Linked DNA regions of Anas platyrhynchos: region 1 is linked to region 2. A link is a contact called in public Hi-C data. All regions are on one chromosome and are shown on one strand. The core of a region is the stretch at or near the end of the contact, and the rest is flanking DNA. Distances in the headings are between cores, read along the strand shown.

What was found. Hi-C and Micro-C count contacts between places; a contact is called where the count stands out from the background.
Region 1: a Hi-C map of liver shows a contact between it and region 2, with 2.5 times the contacts expected there. The contact joins the promoter of LOC101805188 here to the enhancer-like site in region 2. A contact is called at or near these places in 2 of 8 Hi-C or Micro-C datasets (liver and skeletal muscle).

What each region holds. Positions count from the first base shown.
Region 1 is chr22:6,164,992-6,170,833 of IASCAAS_PekinDuck_T2T, reverse strand. LOC101805188 (ATP-dependent RNA helicase DDX19B) reads right to left here and starts at 3,704. Exons shown (of 12, transcript XM_038166521.2): 1 at 3,547-3,704; 2 at 2,968-3,016; 3 at 2,492-2,545; 4 at 1,544-1,679. The coding sequence starts at 3,603. VWA5B1 (von Willebrand factor A domain containing 5B1) reads left to right here and starts at 2,801. Exons shown (of 26, transcript XM_038166736.2): 1 at 2,801-3,052; 2 at 4,776-4,875; 3 at 4,979-5,131; 4 at 5,603-5,726.
Region 2 is chr22:6,059,619-6,066,115 of IASCAAS_PekinDuck_T2T, reverse strand. It overlaps FHAD1 (forkhead associated phosphopeptide binding domain 1), which reads right to left. Exons shown (of 29, transcript XM_072027079.1): 7 at 5,594-5,717; 8 at 4,602-4,732; 9 at 3,173-3,238; 10 at 2,693-2,797; 11 at 2,080-2,187; 12 at 215-367. Among named protein-coding and RNA genes, the nearest start is that of FHAD1, 10 kb to the right of the region's middle. Within about 2 kb of position 5,180, at least 4 of the 8 cell types and tissues checked have an H3K27ac peak or open chromatin away from gene starts, as enhancers often do.

The DNA.
Region 1 (5,842 bases), core at 2,455-4,954, 110 kb before region 2:
CAGAAAAAACTTCCCTGTTCACACCTTGTTACCTGTGGAAATTTAGGTGTTTCTCCAGCTGAGCAGAAATGCCAAAAAAGTTCACGTTTCCCACTCAGATACAGAAGCAGCACCACGCTGCTATTCTGCTGCAGGCTATTAAAATCCACTTGGATTTCATTTGTGGACAAAAAATGCAAGAAAAACCCTTACAGCTGGACCCAGAGCTGCCAGGCTCTGCGGGCCCGTTGTGATCCCACAGGTGAGTGACTGCGACAGGCACCAGGAAGCTGCAGCAGCAAGGGAGAGCTCAGTGCTGCTTGGAACAGAAGCTTCAAAAAAAAAAACCCAAACCAGCTCAGTTTACTACGTCAAGCTGCACGCCTGCCTTTCACACTGCAGGGAAAACTTTGTTTTGCAGCTCCAGAGGCTTCTGCTGGGCTTCTCGCATGTTCTAAAGCAGCTTTTCAGACAAGCCCAGGGATTGTGGGGTAGAGACCATTAATCCTGGCCTTTAGGGCAATCCCTCCTCCTCAGACCTCAGCACCAAAACGGTCGCTCCTTCAAGACCTGAGTATTCAGCCAAGCAGCCTCTGTCGCTACAACCCAGGGGTGTAGCAACACCGCCAGTCCTCAAACACTCACACTGATCTTTCTTCAGGGGAGTTTTGTAGTCTCAGCTGGTGCTTGTGTAGCCAAGGGGATTCGAGAACAACCCAAAATTCAGCTCATGGTGTCAGCAGACTCACCGCCAGCCTCCAGGCGCTCACTGAAGTGCTGTCAAGAAGCGAGCACTTTCCACTCCAGGCAGGTTACTCTTTTCCTGCCCACCGTTTCCTCCTGTTGAGCACTCCCCACTCAGCACAACACGCTTTTTAAAAAGCCCGTATTACTTTCAGGGGATGGCTCGAACAAAAGCCCTTTGAAACATAACCTTGTGCTGCTCAGCAGCAAGGACAGAGCCCGGCTCCGCCACAGTTGCCAAGGATACACCGCCTCGTAACGCGACGGCTCAATTAGTCTGCTTGCCCCTGTCATTAACTCCCCGGGATTGTTTGCCTTCTGAGAGATGGGAATGAGTCTAAAGGGCACCACAGGCTCTCAGTTTTTTGGGAGACATTCAGCTACGAATGTCCCTGAGATCGTTGGAAACCCAGAGCTCTGGCAGAGGAAAGGCAAGCACCCTTGTGCTGTTTGCTGCTGGATCTCCCCAAATAACCCAAGAACAGGAACAGGAGCTGGTTCAGAGATATCTTAAACACAAATTTGCAGGAACTTAAACCAGAAGCCTGTGCACTTTTCAGTGGTCTGAGGCAGCCAGGAAATCTAACAGGGCACGAGGAGAGCCCACAACCATCTGGTGGGCTCCAGACTCGCATCTGTTCTCACAGGCTCCTCAAAGCTGCCCCTGCTGAGCTCAACACTCCCCCCAACCGTGGGGGCCAAATAACGAGCTGCAAAACAGCCACAGGGGAGCCCGTTCAACCCTTCTGCTCTTCAGCTCAGTGCAGAGGAGCTCCTGGCACCACCACCGGCCCCACAGCCCCGAGCTGACAGCACTTACAGGCGCAGCTCCTCGAAAGACTTGACGGAGTAGAGCGGCGAGGTGGGGTCCCTCTGCAGCACCTCCACCTGGTTGGTGGTGTCCACCAGGTTGCTGCGGATCAGCTTGTTGAGCAAGGACTGGGTGGCTCTGTCCTCTGTCAAAAAAAAAAAAAGGAGGTGGGAAAACGGTCAGGGCCTGTTTCAGCCCCTGCTCCCGCTGAAACGCGGCACGGCCGGTCGGAAAGGATGCGCTGCACCCAGCCCCAGAAATACCCAAACTCCCTGGTAGGGAACAAAACCGTGACAGAGCCCCAATTTCCCAAATGAAATGTCTGTCGAGGCACCCCCCACAGTATTCAGGAAGGTAAAGAAAAGCAGGCTCAGTTTTAAGGCCAGGGGGGAACCTGAACACACACGAGCTCTGTTTGTTAAGCTGCAGGTTTCAGAGCCCGCAGCTCAGCACCTAACTGCGAGGTGGGACAGGGCCAAAAGCCCCACTGCCACCTGTGGGCAGACACCTTTTTGTTTCTGTTTTCTTTTCCTTTTAAGGAAGGTTTGAGGACAAACGGCATTTCAAGATTCCAGGGCTGGAACACTCTAAGGGCTAAGGATACGTGAGATCAAAACCAAAGGTGAAGTTGCTGCACTTTGCGGTTTTCCTCACGAGTCTGTCCTCTAAAGTGAGCTTCTCATAAGGCACCTTCTGAAGGATTTAGGGCCGTCCCCCACCCCTTAACAACCATTTCAGAAATGCTGAAATGCAGTTGCTTCAGAAATTCACCTCTCTCCACTCTAACCCAGGAGTCCCCCAAGTTATTACAGAACCCAACGGCTTTAAAATTTACAACTAGGTCCTTGGGGCAGGAGCCAAGATCATCCACCCTGGGACATAAGGTGGACTCACTTTAGGTACACAGGAAACAAATCTCTTTCCACGTGCCTCACCATTCACCCGACCAGCACCCACCTTTCTCCTCATCCTCTGTCTTCTCAACGTTGTCGTCCACCTTGACGACAGCACCTGAATTCAAAGAGAGGGGAGTGGGATTTAGGGGATTTAGGTTTGGAATTCTGCAGAAAAGCTGCAGAGCAGCTCGGCAAACAGCCCCGTGGCTGTGAAGCAAGAAAACCGAGCAGAGCTTGCTTTGTGCAGCCAAACTGATGCTGGTGCCTGGTCCAAGCCAAACACACCACGAAATTTTGCCATCGAGACCCAGGCAGAAAGAGTTAGCCCAGCAGGGCAAGCTCAAGAGGTGGAAAGTTAAATCATTGTGACTGGCTGAGCAATCTTAGCTTTCTGGTTTGTTTTTTTTCCTGCAGTTTCTTGACTGCAGGGTGCTGCTCGGCTCGGACTCCACCATCTTCAGGGTCGTCCCCTCTGTCCCTGAGGGGTTCTGCTCCTAACAGGAACGTGGTGAGACCGCCACAGGGAGTGTAACTCACCGTTGGAATCCGGCTTGGCTTTCTCCTCCTTCAGGTGCAAGCTGCTGAGCTGTGGGCGAGGAAAAACAGCGGCGTCAGGACCCTGGTGAGGACGGGGGTGTTGAAACCCCAAATCCAAGGGGCTGAGGACGGGGATAGGGGACAAGGATGGGGACAGGGGATGAGGATGGGAATGGGGGATGAGGATGGGGCTGAGCGTCCCCAGCACAGGGCTTGTTCCGCTGCCGGGACGGCGTGAAGACAGGGCACAGAAATGGGGGCAAAAAAGGCGTTTGTGGGGCCCGAGAGGCAGCAGGACCCTGAGCTGAGGCAGCGCCTGGATGCACCTTGAGGGGAAAGAATGAAGGGGAAGTAGAGAAAAGAGGAAAAAATATATTTATATATATCGCCCCCAAAACCTGAGGAGCCGACCCCACGACCGAACGACCCGAAAAATGGGGGGAAAAAAGGGAGAATCGGGTCCCTGCAGCGCTGCCTGCGAGGAGGCGGCGGCCGCCCCCCAGCGCTGCCGGGCCCCGTTCCCGGCCCCGTTCCCGTTCCCATTCCCATTCCCCTTCCCCGATCCCGGCCGCCTCTCACCGACTCCGCCGCCGCCTCCTGCTCGTCCACGGCCAGGGCCCACGAGTCGGTGGCCATGGCCGGGCCGGGCCGGGGCCTCGCCGCCAGCAGCCGCAATGGCGCCGGGCGAGGGGAGGGCGCCTGCGCCGCGCTCCTCAGGGCCGGCGGCTGCACGGGCAGGGCGGGCGGCGTTCCGCCACCGCGGGTTCCGGGGGATTTGAGGGGGAAAAGGGGGAAATAAAGGGAAAATAGGGGAGAATAGGGGAGATTAGGGGAGAATAGGGGGATATGGGGCTGCCAGGGTGCGGTGAGGGGATGGGGTGAGGCTGAGGGTGATGTATGGGAAGGGTGCTGGTCCCTGTGTGGGGTTGGGGTCAGCCTGAGCCTTCTGTATGGGAAGGGTCCTGGTCCCATATGGGGCTGGGGTCAGCCCAAGCATGTATGGGCAGTGTCCTTGTCCCTCTGTGTGGGGCTAGGGTCAGCCCAAGTCTCCTGTATGGAGAGTGTCCTGGTCCCTCTGTGTGGGGATGGGGTCAGCCCGAACATCCCTGTGTGGGAAGGGTCCTGGCCCCCTGTGTGGTGTGGGGATGGGGTCAGCCCAAGCATCCCTATTTGGGAAGGGTCCTCATCCCTGTGTGGGGCTGGGGTCACCCTGAGCCTCCTGTATGGGAAGGGTCCTGGTCAGCCCAAGCCTCCTGTGTGGGGTGAGTCCTGGCCCCTGTGTGGGGATGGGGACAGCCTGAGCATCCCTGTGACAGAAGGATCCTCGTCCCTGTGTGGGGTTGGGGTCACCCTAAGCCTCTGTGTATGGGCTCAGTCCTGGCCCCTTGTGTGGTGTGGGGCTGGGGTCAGCCTGAGCCTCTTGTGAGGCAAGGGTCCTGGTCCCCTGTATGGTGGGTTGGGGTCAGGGCCTGCCTCACTGCACAGTATGGGGACCAGTCCCGTGGGATGGGACTGGCAGCCAGCCCTCCCCTGCTGCGTTTTGTAGGGCCCAGCCCTATGCCATGATATGGGGCTGGGGCCAGGCCCTGTCCTGCTGCGTGAGGGGGGGTCCCTCAGGCAGGCGAGCCCTTCTCCTAGGGTCCGGGGAGCAGCTGCTTGAGCTGCTGACACCTCCCAAAGCTCGAGAGACCAAAATGAGGCAAGTTTTTACAACTTTGGGACACAAGGCCTGGCCCTTCACACAGCTCTCTGTGATTTTTTCCTTCCCAATAAATCCAGGAGAGTCCCTCTGGTCCCTTTCCATGCAGGTACCCTGCAGAGGCTCCGTGTCACCGAAACCTCCTCAGGACACCAAGCGGAGGGGCCGGGAGCCTCGTGCTGTGCTCCTGGTGTGTGAGCAGCCCTCAGGTGGGTCCCACAGCTCGCCGGTAAAGCAAATAACCCTGCCTCGGCTACGTGTGCTGGTAGGAATCCGGGGATTTTCCCCAATAAATGTTCTTTTCTTCGGCAGAGCCACAGTGAGCAAACACGGAGCAGGCAGCCGGCTACGTGGGCTACTCTGCGGCTGATTTATTTGTCTGATCAGGACCGTAAATCCTCCGGCTTCGGGGCTGAAGTCAGCCTCCGGGGAAGGGAGGGGACTCGGCTGGGGTCTGCTGGCAGGGTTTGTGAATTTCCCTCTGAAAACAGGTCCTAGGTGGGGCCGAAGTGGTTCTCAGTCTGCTCACCCATCCCACAAGAAGGACTTGTGCTGGAAAACCTCAGCCCTGCTGCATGTCCCCTCCCTGGGGAGCCGTGCAGCCCTGTCCCCGGTGCCTCAGTTTCCCCCTGACCATTCTCCCCCTTTTTAAGCCCCAGCCGCCCCGTGTGGTGCTCGTGTCCGGCACCAGCACATCCTGCTGGAGCATCCTCACTTGTAGGGCAACCCCATGGGTGTCCTGTGTGCCCCACAGCAGCGAGCAGGGGGCGAGGAGCTGCGTGTGGGGCTTTGATTTCCCCTATGAGGGAAGCAGACGAGCAAAGTGCCTTTTCCCTTCCCGCTGGGCTCCGTGCTCGTCCTCCATCCCTTCCCCATACCCCCGGGAGCAGGAGGGGGCCGCGGGAGGCGATTGTCATGGTTACCTCTCCCCGACAGACACAAATGGCTCCAGCTGACCATGGGCACCCACGGGGCTCCTCCAAGGCTGCAGCCACGCACCGGGGGCAGCCAGCGAGCCGGGACCCAACCTCGGCGTGCTCGCACGTGTGTGTCCACCGAGGTAAGCCCCGTCCCCATCCGCACCCCACCGAGCCCCACTGTGTGGCCAGGAGGGAGAGGGTCAGGGTTATTTTTCTTTATTTTTTTATTTTTTATTATTTTTTCTTTGGGGGGGGG
Region 2 (6,497 bases), core at 3,931-6,430:
TCTTTGGGTAGGAAAGGTCCAGGGGAGGAGGCTGGTGTGAAGGGTTCTGTTCCTTTCAAACCAACGTTTTTCAGGGTGAAGCTGAGGGCACTATGCTTGCCAGCACAGCTGGACACGCGTTATCTTTTCTCTGACCTGTCCTCAAGGCCAATGAAATGCTTCGTGCCACGTTTTTCCCAGCTGAAACTTTGTGAACAGTATTTAGATGACTGACCTGGAGCTCACGCACTGATTCCTTGAACACCGTGACATTTTCAGACACCTCCTTTTCCTTCGAGAGCCTGGCACTTATTTCCTCCTGGAGACGCTTCTCTCTTTCCTGACTTTGTTGGTTCTCCTCACAGATCTGCCTGACCTTCTCAAGTACCTGCCAGAAGTATGGGAAGGGAGAGGAGAAGAAAGCTCCACGCCAAAACCTTTTTTCAGCTGAGGGAAAATCCCCTGGGGACAGAGATTTTGGGCAGCAATTGAAACCTGCTGGAATTCACTAGCCACATCAGACTCCTGGGTTTTTCCCTGATGAAGCCCAATGACTCCACCCAAGCTTTAGGGGAGCCCCAAACAAAGTGGGGCCCCACTTCCTTCACATTACAGTGCAACGTCACCTCCATGGGGTAGCTGCACCATCATTCGTGATGTGGAAATGCTGGATAATAATAGCCGTACTGCACACAGTGCAGGTGCTGGGGCTGTTCTGCAGCAGCCTCAAGCCCAGACAGGCTGTGGAGGCGATGAGCATCACTGTGTGACCACATCTGCACTCACCTGCTGGATGCTGAGGGCCTTCCCTGCCTCTCCTGCTGCTTGTGGGAGGCAGACTTGTACCACTTGCGTTTTGAAAGATGCCAGCTACAGCAGAGATCAACACAGGAAAACCACAGTCACTGAGAATCGACAAAAAACCCACAACAATCAATGAAGAGAGCATCCCTGTGCATTTCTTGCATTGCTTCCTTACCATGGCCTGATACTATCATGGCTGGCAGAATCCAAGGAGAGGAGAGAAGGAGTGATGCTTTTACTTTGGGAACTCTCCTCCACCTCAGGCACCAAGGCCCTGTGCCATTTTCAGATTTTGAGCTCACAGAGCACATATGTAGTTCCTGCAACAGCAACGTCCACAGAAAGCCCTGGCTACGTCCTCCTGTGAAACAGCCCAGGCTGGGGGCAGCTGCGGATGCCACCCACGGCATCTTCTCGGAACAGGACGTGCAATGTTTCCTCTGAGGCTAGGTCTTTACCACACCATTTCCTAGCTGGCACGGGTTCCTCCTGGGGCTTGGACAAAGGCTGAGTGTGTGTGGGCTGGGGGAGTTCCTGCTCCATACTGCTAGGTCTCCATCTGTCCTTAAAAGACTGAGGTTGCCATCGGCTCCGCAACAAGCACAAATTGGGGGGTTAATTTCCAGACATTTTATCTCACAGCTTTCAGAAAAGAAACCTTTTCTGCCTCTCGCTGACTGAGTTTTCTAGCAAAATCATGCTAGCAAAAACCATGTGTTGCAGTTTAACGCGGGACACAACCTTCTCATGCACAGCATAGCTGTGTCACGGCCATCTAGCCCAGCTGTCAGACACGTGTCAACACAAAGAAAGCAGAATTTCCTCCTGTGCTGAGGGCAGGACCTTTGCTACAGTCAGCCAGTGATAAACACAGTCAAAAGCTGTAGCAGGTGGCATGGCTCTGCAAACAAGGCAACATCTCTGGGTTGTGTTGCTTGCCTTTAAATACACCACGTTACTTTGCAAGGAGCTGTCTCTGCACCAAGCAGCATTTCAGAGACTCACAGGAGGACTTGCACAAGTCCCAGAGAATGTGACTGATCACAGAGAACCCACTATGTTTCTGTCTCCTGTTAGGCTCTGAATCTTCTGCGATGACGAAACAAATCCTTCCGATAAGCCTCTCATGCTGAGCAAGCCAAAGAGATAAGAATCGTGCCAGACTTTGGTGCTCAGTTTTTCCTTCCCAGAACTCATGTTCTGCCTTTCACCAGTACAATGTCCTTCCCCATGAGAGAAACAGTCCCTTTGTTGCCTCTGGCCCGCATAGTAAGAAACTCCCACTCCTCCTCCTACCTGCACTTTGGCACGATCCACGTCAGATTTCAGCAGGCGCTCCCTGCGCCCCATCTCCTGTAACTGCAGAGATTTCCTTTCACAGGCATTTTTCAGCTCCTCTTCAGCCTGAAACAACAAAAGCCTTTGATTATCAAAGTGCTACCAGAAAGCGATGCCACAGGCATTTCTACCTCCACCATCCACATCAGACACGCCTCTACCTCAGCTCTGAGGTACCAAGATAGATATTTTCATCCTTTTGCAGGCGGTGGGATTGCAGTTTTACCCACAGTGCTGCTTTTTGGCTTGGCTTTGGTCCCTGGGACACCATCCACCCTAGACTTCCTAACGCGCCATTCTGGTCTCCTGTTTCAGTTCCTGTTTTGCTGCCATGGGCATGCTGTGGGCCCTGGGGAATTGATATTGCTGGGGGACAGCAGGACTGGGTACACAAATTACTTCCTATACAGCGGAGCATTTCCTATTGCAAAGCTTCCACTGCCAGTGAGCAGGCGACCTGTCCTTTCATCCTGGCTGACAAGTGGAAGCTGCACGTTTCACTTCCCAAGCTATACAAGTCCACTCTCCTTTCCAGAGGAGAGAGCTGCTAACTTTTGGCATGAAGATTTACCTTTGCTTTCTCAGACAGCTTGCTTTGGATGGTTTCCTGTTCAATGCGATACTTCTGGACTTCTCCCTGCAAGCCCTTCAGGTCACACTCCAGCTCCCCAATGCGCTGCAAGAGTCCCAGAAAGGAAGAGTTCACTCTTGTTTTTCTTACAGAATTTCAACAACAAGCAAGATATTCTCCCTACCTATCCCGTTTCATTTATCCCAGTCTTTTCTTCTAGCTTCTCTTTACAGCTGATAGATTGACTTGATTTCTTATTCCTGACAGTGCTCTCCTGAACTGAGATTATTTTTATTTGAACTTCAGTTTTTCCAGAAGTTTACATTTCTCCACTTGGTTATGCACGTTACATCCCTTCCTTTACAGGAGCTGGATTCAAAACGCTCCTCTTACAATGCCTAGGAATATTCTCTGCATGGCACATTTTTGCAATCGTTGCTTTCTGGTGTGCTACATCACCCCGAATGACTGGAAACTCACTTTTTGGTATGGAGTCACATCCCTCTCTCCGAGTTCACGCTTCATTTCCTCTTTAAGTCTAGAGCACTAGAAAGAACAGCAACCGATGGAAAAAGTTATCAGGCTGGCCAGATACTGTCATTTCTGACAGAAATGTCAACGTACCCTTCAGTACTACAGCACAGCTCAGTGCTCAGATGCCTAATGGGTAGCAGAGTGTCCATGACAGGGCAATCGAGGCATTGAGAGCATGACAGTACCAGCACCTGGACAGGCCCATATCTAAATCATAGCCTGGCTGAGAGAAGAGAAATTGTGTGCAGCAAATACTCTACAGAGAAAAATTCATTGGGCCTTAGCAAAAGTGTAACAGCAACAGCAGAAAGGACAAATGGAACCAAAAGCTCTTTCCAAGACATCCATGGTAACTCAAACCATGACATGAACAGATATTTCCAAGCTGACACACTACAGGGTGCTTTTCAGTTCCATTTTTGAGTGTTTGGGTTTCAGAGCATGGCCCTATTCCAAACACAGCTCCTCCCTCACCCCAGATCATTCCTACATCCCTGCAGCAGTGGAGGCTGCAGAGGGATGTGCTCTCTGCCCTCTACAGGCATGAAGAGGGCCACCAGCTACCAAGCAGCATTCCTGGGACACCTGCTCTCCCCCTCAGCCCCTAACTGCTGCTCACACCTATCCCATTTCCATGGGTTACACAGAGCTGACCCACAGCAGAGTGGGGAGCATCCTGCTTCTGCCATCCAGAAAGCAGCTCCACCAGGAGCAGGCTGCCAGGGACAGAGACCTCTTCCTGCACCCCCGGGGCGTTTCAGTTTCAGCCGTTCCTCAGAAATCAATGAGAGCCACTACAATCTCCTGGAACACTGCCTCGTCAGCCAGCCACAATGCTGCACCCGCTCCACACTTATTATGCAGATTATGCAGCTTTGCCACTCGAGCAGGGAGCTGCACATACACAGACAAACAACCTGCTATACAGGCAGTTTTCTTTATGGGGAAAAAAACAGGCTTGGTTGCAGGGTGCATCCTTAAGACCGGGTTTCCATGGCTTTCTCAGCAGGATCTTGGCACGAGTGCCTTGAGCACACAAATAGCCACAGTGTTCCCAGAAATTCAGGTCACCAAGTACCTGCACTGTAGAACAAGGAGGGGGATTCATCTGGTGAACCTGACACCTCACACAGGCATTTCACAGCATACCCAGCCACTGCTCTGTCGCTGCTACATCTCAGAGACACAGCTCTGGCTTCCTGCGACTATTTACATGCAGTCAGGACCCAGCAGTTACATCTGTCCCTGTTACACAGCTGCTGAAATAGCTGCTCCAGTCCTTACCAGAGAGGAGCGAGACCCTTTGGATCTTACTGTTCCATGCTAGCCCGTGTATGAGACCATCACTTACAGAGCACGTCACTGGGGTGCTAACCTTGGCAGACACAACGGCCAGCTGGTTGTCCTTTTCTCTGTTTGCCTTCTTTATTTTCTCCACATCCTGCTTGAGTTGCTGAATTTTCTGCTCCTTCACAGCAATCTCCCTTTGCAGGCTGGTCACTAGACCTGGGGAAAACAATTTGGGCAAGAGGAAACCAAAGCATTTCCCTTCAGAAGCCCTCTGGGCACCGAGTGGCGAGTCTCCATCTGACAACTGTCTGACTTGGAGAGCGGCTCCAGCTCTTGGCAAGCCGTGCTGGACATTATTCCACAAAAAGATCGTTAACAAGTCCCCACAGGCCCTGCAGCATATGCTCCCAGGAGGACAAGCAGCTTTCTTACAGATCTGTTTCCCTTATATTTCTATGTCGGGGCCAAAGCTCTGAGCTCTTCTCCCTGCCAAGCGCTGTTACGAGCAGATTACCTCGGACCACAGAAATGAGACAGAACAATTTCACTAATCTCAGTGCACAGCCAATGGCTGTTTGGGGAAAAACAGCAACTATTTTATGTTCACATCACATTCCTTGGGAATGATAAGTGCTGAGATAAAGGCAAGTGGAACAGGCTTGTGGTTAGAGGCAGCCTTTGCAGCCACACGGTAATTCAGAGCCTGACAGTGAGCGTGCAACGAGTGTGCACAGGCTTCTGCAGTCCAACCAGCAGCACCCAGACCGAGCAGCTCAGGGCTTTGCCCTGCAGTCAGTACTTTTTGCTGTGCTTTCTTTTTTAACACAGTTCTGTCCCAACACTCTCTGCCTTCTGTCTTTGCTCCCCCCCCTCACTTCTGCGGGGCTCCTTATGCCAGCAACTACCTGCAAATCCCACAGAGCTTCAAGAAACAGAACACAAAGTGGGACAAATTTTCCCAGCCACTACAAACTGCTGCCAGACAATCTTGCAAATGTGTGGTCACTTTGCAAAGCCAACCCTCAGCTGTTTCGTGCCCCTACAAGGAGCTCCCATGAAATATCAAGGCAAACATACCTGTGGTCAAAGCGTGATCCCTCTTTAGCTTCTCACTTTCTTTCCTCAGGCTTCCAATTTCCAGGTCTCTTTCATAAAGAGAATGGCTAAAAATTTCACTTGAATCTTTCTGCAAGTCACTGATCTAAAATAGAGGAAAAAAAAAAATATCATATGATCCTCACCAGGTAACTTTGTTGCTCCAATACGCTTGCTTTTGTTTTAAATGCAAACTCAGCTCCTCTCAAGCTTCACAGAGACTGCCCTGGTTTCTGACTGCCATTAACTTTTCATGAACCCTCAAAGACAGTCACGGTTTGGTCAGGTTACTCATTACTATCCTAGGCTAATTCTTTGGAGTAATTGCTCTGGACAGGATCTGCCTATCAACATTTTGGCTGTTCACAGCAAAAGCCTGATATCAAAGGCACAAAGAGACAATGTCTCATGCTGGCTGCAATCCTGAGAACATACAGCTTGGGCTGGTGGATAGTGCTACTGCAGAAACAGGCTGAAATATCCTCAGATTTATAGCCTTCACTCTGCATATATACTTACTGCTCACAAATGCAGATTCATAGGTGCTAGCAGTCACACTCACGTTTCTGCCACAAGCACAGTATTGGGAGCAGGGAATAATCTGCACTGTCTACTCCTGCATGTCAGCACCCCACAGGCAAAGAGCAGAAAGTAGGAATTGACTTCCCACCTATAACATAACACATCCCTGGACAGGACACCTATATGGCCATGCCCTTCTGCCTGGCCACCTGTTTTCATCTGGATGCCAAAGGGCTTCTTTGTCTTTTGGACTATAACGTCCCCTGCAAACGCAAACGCTGGCTCTGTTCCTGGGGGAAGAGAGGCATGGGGGAGAAAAGGAGTCAGGCATCCTGGCCTGCAGTGACTGCACGTGGCTTTTCTC